Regions from separate parts of the Mus musculus genome. Here region 1 is linked to region 2. Evidence: chromatin contacts called from public promoter capture Hi-C data. All regions are on one chromosome and are shown on one strand. Each heading gives the region's core, a stretch centred on a gene start, on an enhancer-like site or on the middle of the called end of the contact. The rest is flanking DNA. Distances are from core to core; before and after follow the strand shown.

Region 1 (2,700 bases), core at 60-2,559, 250 kb before region 2:
GACCCATCTGAACTCTACCTTGCTGTCACTAGCAGTCACCTCTCCATCCTTGTGTCCATACAGAATGACCCAAAACTCCATCTTGAGATTGTTGAGGACATGGAAGAAGGTGTAGATAAAAGATTAGGTATCGTGGAAGCCTTCCTCAAGCCTTCAAGTGCTTATGCTGCACTTAAGAGATATCTAAGCATCCACGGTGTTTTTCCTCTGAGGCTAGATAAACTCCAGCGCCTACCTGACTTCCCACCCTCCTAGCAAATGCCTCTCCTGCAGTCGGAACATACACACGTGTCCCCTTCTGTTTTCATATTGCTGTTCCCCATGCGCAGTATCCTTGGATTCATGTGTCCTGGACTCCATCCTTCCACAGTGACACTCGAGATACTGTCATTACTTTCTGACATCTCTAAACACCATCTAAAGTGACCTTACTATTTTTTTTAAATGTATTTAGGAAGCAGAAAATTGTCATGTTTCTAACTCTCTGACCCTTGGAACAGATGCTAACAGTGCCTGGGTCAGAGAGTAGACTTCAGACACCATCCATTTCACTTTCTCTTTCTATGGTTTCCTTTTCCCATAGAAGAGTGAGTTATGACATCCACCGATGAGGAAACAGGAGGAAGCAGACACATCTGCTGCTCTGTCCCTCTGAGTACAGTGGTAGAAAATGAACCCAGTCACAGGTGCTAAGCACTTGCTCACCACAGAACTGTACACCCCAGGTCTTCGCATAACTTTTATTACAGAATTTTGTCTTAGTTCTTACAGTCTGTTGATGGTGATTGCTAATGTCTCACTGTGCTGGTGTCTAAATTATACTTCATAATGTGTGTAAGTATAGAAAAACACAGACAGACAGACAGACAGACATAGGTACAGGGACAGGACTCTTGGTGGTCGTCATCTAGTGAGGGTCTTGGAACACACCCGAGAGGGAAAGGGATAGAGATACTCAAACTCTTGATGAACGAATGTGATCGATCCAGACGAGGTCAGGGCTGTGCTGTGGATCCATCACACAAGCGTCTGTCCATCCCATCTCTCTGCAGCATCTTCCCAGACTGGGTTTTTGCTGGTGTGGTCCTATTCTTCCAACAGCAGGCTCTGTCTTAGGGCAACTCAGTCTAAACTAGAATTAAGTTTCTTAACCCCATGTTCGTGACCTGTTCACTTTCATCCTTCAGTAATGAAATATTCTATTCCAGAGGGAGTTCCCTGTATGTTCAGTGTCCTTGTGTCTGGTCACAATGCCTGGGTGCTGGAGTCAGGGGCCCGTCTATGTAGGACAGGAAGTAGGCTGGGACTGAGAGGCCTGCCTGTCACTTTCTCTTTCTGTGGTTTCCTTTTCCCCACAGAAGAGTGAGCCCAGCATCCTAAGAGGAGAAAACAGGAGAGACCATGTGCATCTGCAGCTGGGTGTCTGAACGCAGCACTAGGAACCCAGCATGCTGTGAGTGGAACCAACACAAAGAAAGAGGCATAGTCATGGGGCAAGTGTATATTTAAAATTCCTCCCCCTCATTCTCTTCTTCAAACGAATCAGTCCCCACTTCTTCATAATCCTTCTCCAGAGCAGCCAGGTCCTCCCTGGCCTCAGAAAACTCTCCTTCTTCCATACCCTCTCCAACATACCAATGTACAAAGGCCCGCTTGGCGTACATGAGGTCAAACTTATGGTCAAGGCGGGCCCAGGCCTCTGCGATTGCTGTGGTGTTGCTCAGCATGCACACGGCTCGCTGGACTTTGGCCAGGTCCCCTCCTGGCACGACAGTAGGTGGCTGGTAGTTGATGCCCACCTGGGGAACAGAGAAAGAAGACAGGCCACAGGATGACACACGAGTCCGCCAAAGACAACGTCAGGACATCTGTTGGTAAGAAGCTATGGTGGCAAGACCAGGGCATGGGCATGGAGTGGGGGCTGCAGGACGAAGCAGGTGAATGAACAAGGGTGGGCAGATGTAAGGGATGTATGCTCGGGCAGGGGGAGAGGGGAATAAAGGTGAAAAGGAAGGGCCATGGCGGTGTGAGCCTGTCATGTCAGTGCCATGGATCTGAGACGGGAGCATCATGAGGGCTTAGAAACTAAAGGCTGAAGAGAAATAAAGGATAGGCTAGGAGAAAGAGGAAATGATAGTGGAAATTATCAAGTTGGCAGACATAGCAAATGAAGCTGTGCCATGAAAAGGGGCTTCTTGTGTGTTTCTCTCAGGGGCAGGGAGCAGGAAATACCTTCCCTGTGAGAGGCAGATCAGTTTCTAGAACTTGCATTATTATCACCAAGCTCATGGCTTTCTAGATGCTTATCTGATGCCCCTCTTGGTCTTTTTTGCAATAATTTTAGGGAAGTCTCTCTGCCGGGGTGAAGGGCTGCGTGAGAGGTCACAGGGAGAATCCAGAGCAGTAAATTACAGAGGTCCTTGGGGATGGTGTTATTGCTTGTCAGGCTCGGTCTCTTGTAAACAATGTTCTTAGAAAAAAAGCAGAAATACCGGCCACAGAAGTCAAAGGTCACACAGTCACACGCAAGCAAGTCAACCTCCCGAGATCTGCTAGCACACTGGGGGATGGGGAGGGAGATCTGCTAGCACACTGGGGGATGGGGAGGGAGATCTGCTAGCACACTGGGGGATGGGGAGGGAGATCTGCTAGCACACTGGGGGATGGGGAGGGAGATCTGCTAGCACACTGGGGGATGGG
Region 2 (2,700 bases), core at 111-2,610:
TCTAACTACTCCTTGTTGACTCCTGGGAAAGAAGTCTCCAGGTGGCACATTGTGTGTGTGTGTGTGTGTCTGTGTGTTTGTGCGTGTGCGTGTGTGTGTGTCTTCGCATGTGTGTTGGGGTGGGGGTGTGGGAGAGATAGATTGTCCAAAGGCAAGAGCCAGGGAGAACTGGACCCGTGTTTAGGAAGGTAACCTATGCACAGCCCAGCCACTGTGTTCGTTATTGCCTGCTCTCTGTTAGCTCGAAAGAATACTCAGAGGCTGGAACACTCAGAGGCTCAATGTTTAAGACCACTTGTTACTCTTGCAGAGGACCCAGGTTCGATTCCCAGCACCCACATGGTGGCTCACAGCCTTCTGTAACTCCAGTGCCAAGGGATCTGACATCCTCTTCTGATGTCTGAAGGCTCCAGGCATGCACGTGATGCACAGATAAACAAAACACTCATGCACATAAAAAAGAAAATTGATAGATCAGGGCTGGGGAGTGGCTCAGTGGTGAAGAGCATTCTCTGTTCTTGCAGAGGACCTGGGTTATACTTCCAGCACCGACATGGTGGCTCACAACCCTATGTAACTCCTATCCCAGGGGATCTGATATCCTCGCCTGGTTTCCTTGGTCATGTCAGACACACAGTTAAGTAAAACACTGGTAATGAAATAAATTAAAAAAAAAAACAAAAAAACAAAAAGGTAAATCTGAAAACAAAACAAACAAAGAAGCCGGTCAGTGAGCCCCTGGAGAACGTGTACCTTTTGCAATAGGACAGTTAAGGTTTCAGAGGACTCCCCAAAGTGGATGGCACCAAGAGAGGAAGGGCTGCTCTCCAAGCAGACCATGACTGGACAGGAATCCCTGTGTTCCCTTACCTCTGGCTTTAGCCCCTCTTCCAACAGAGGCAGCGAGGGGCACGGGTCCTGGATGACACACATGTGCCTTCTTTGCCCCCCCCCCCCGCCCCCTGCTTGGCAGCACATGTTGTCAGGGTCAGTGGGACCCAGGGGTGTGGCAGAGGAGACTGCAGCCCCTGAATGGGAGAAGCTTAACCTCAGAGTCAAAGCCATTCTCTGTTTCCTGTCCGCCTCCCCCACCCCAAACATGGGGGGAGGGAGCGGAGGATGTGGCTCGATTAGTCTAGCACTGAAGTTCAAGGTCATTCTTGCTACGTAGCGAATTTGAGGCCAGCCTGGACTATAGAAGGCTCAGGAGGAGGAGAGAGAAACAGAGCGGGGAGGGAAAGAAGTCAGGGCAGAGAGGACCCGTGGGAATTGACATAGAGCCCTTTTGAGGTCTGTCTTCTCAGAGCTGTGCGTCTGAACTAAATTCCTACACATGCTGCCCTGACAGCTGCTGGTTCTGAGTCGATGCTGAGGTCTGGAGGAAGCACTGAAGAGCTGGGCCCGGGGCTGGAAATCCTGTGCCTTAGACACGCTCAGCCGTAAGCTGGAGCTGTGCAGCTGAGTGGTCATGCGGCCAGGGGAGTGAGACCGAGGAAGTCCCCTGAAGTATGAAAGGGGCCTTCACAGGAAGTACCCATGGCTCTCGCGTGCTGGGCAGGCACTCCGAGCTGAATCATACTCCCAGTCCTCTTTTTATCTTTCTATTGTGAGATAGAGCCTCACTCAGTCGCCCAGGCTGGCCTTAAACACACTATGTGACTTAGGTGGGCCTTTAACCTCTTCCTCTCCTACCTAGGCCTCCTGGTCCCCATCCCTCCTAGAAGACTGTTTCCCTTTGCTAGGAAGAAGGAAGGTGGATGTTTTTGTTGGAACTTGCTTCTGTGTGGACCCTCCTCACTTACAAAATGTCCATGCTGTAGTTCAAGGCAGCCGTCCCACCCTTGTGCTGGTTCCTCCCCTCCAGCCTCAACAGACCAGGCAGGACCCCAGCAAGGCTCAGGCGCCTGCGTAAACCAGGAGATCTAACGTGAGCCTTGAGGCTGAATGTAGCTCAGTGGTTCCGTGCTTGGCAGGCGTGCGTGAGGTCCTGGATTTACACCGTGAATCTTGTGTGGTGTGAGAGCCCAGCAACCCTCCAGTTAGCCCCTAAGGTCCCATGGTAGAGGTAGCCTGAAGAAAGTTTCTACTAGCTCCTGTGGGTCTGTCTCTGTCCTTCCTGCAGTTAGGGAGGCTGCTGTGCAGAAACAAACAGAAAGGCCTCTTGCAATAGTGTACTTACATATAATAATAAATAAATCTTTAAAAAAAAAAAAAAAAAAGCAAATGCTTATGCTTACAGCCACTAGAGGGGGTGGGGTGGGGGGGGGTGGAGCTGACCTTTTGGCTCTCACAGCCTCTGAGCTGTCATAAAACGAGCTGGCGTGGCACTAACAGCCATGGACCTTCATTGTCTTCATCACAGAGGGACGTATTCATCACCCTGAATCATGTCCAGCACAGCCATCCTAATAACATAGCCTGGGCGAGGTCAGGCTGCACTCCAGCCCCTCTCTTGGGACGTCAGACACGGTCCCTCCCAGCCTGTCTAGACAATCCGAGGGCACACTGAGGTGGAGGGACAGAGAATTTAAGATGAGTGCAGAAGTCTCCATGGCCTCCCTTCAGATTTGAGCAGTGCTAAGCAGCTGACAGCGCATTTCATTAACAAGGGAGGCTAATGAGCACCCGGAAGCCAGTGATGGATGCGTTCAGAATTCAAGTGCCGAGCTTTCTGCAGTTTTTTCTTATTTTTCCTCTATC

Evidence for each region. Promoter capture Hi-C pulls out the DNA fragments that hold promoters and counts their contacts.
Region 1: a contact with region 2 is called in a promoter capture Hi-C map of the HPC-7 cell line. The contact joins two enhancer-like sites. A contact is called at or near these places in 6 of 39 promoter capture datasets (the C10 cell line, the HPC-7 cell line, cranial neural crest and 2 more), 4 of 115 datasets of contacts at active chromatin or transcription factors (acute myeloid leukemia, fibro-adipogenic progenitors, heart atrium and 1 more) and 2 of 9 other capture datasets (adipose tissue and embryonic stem cells).

The regions. Positions count from the first base shown.
Region 1 is chr6:121,224,885-121,227,584 of GRCm38.p6, reverse strand. Tuba8 (tubulin, alpha 8) reads right to left here. Exons shown (of 5, transcript NM_017379.2): 5 at 1,487-1,799. The coding sequence ends at 1,506. Among named protein-coding and RNA genes, the nearest start is that of Tuba8, 16 kb to the right of the region's middle. Within about 2 kb of position 1,309, at least 93 of the 459 cell types and tissues checked have an H3K27ac peak or open chromatin away from gene starts, as enhancers often do. A contact at or near this core is called in the HPC-7 cell line and adipose tissue, where this site is marked.
Region 2 is chr6:120,976,956-120,979,655 of GRCm38.p6, reverse strand. All of the region lies in intron 20 of Mical3 (microtubule associated monooxygenase, calponin and LIM domain containing 3), which reads left to right. All of the region lies in intron 1 of Gm43915 (predicted gene, 43915), which reads right to left. Among named protein-coding and RNA genes, the nearest start is that of Gm43915, 19 kb to the right of the region's middle. Within about 2 kb of position 1,360, at least 121 of the 459 cell types and tissues checked have an H3K27ac peak or open chromatin away from gene starts, as enhancers often do. A contact at or near this core is called in the HPC-7 cell line and adipose tissue, where this site is marked.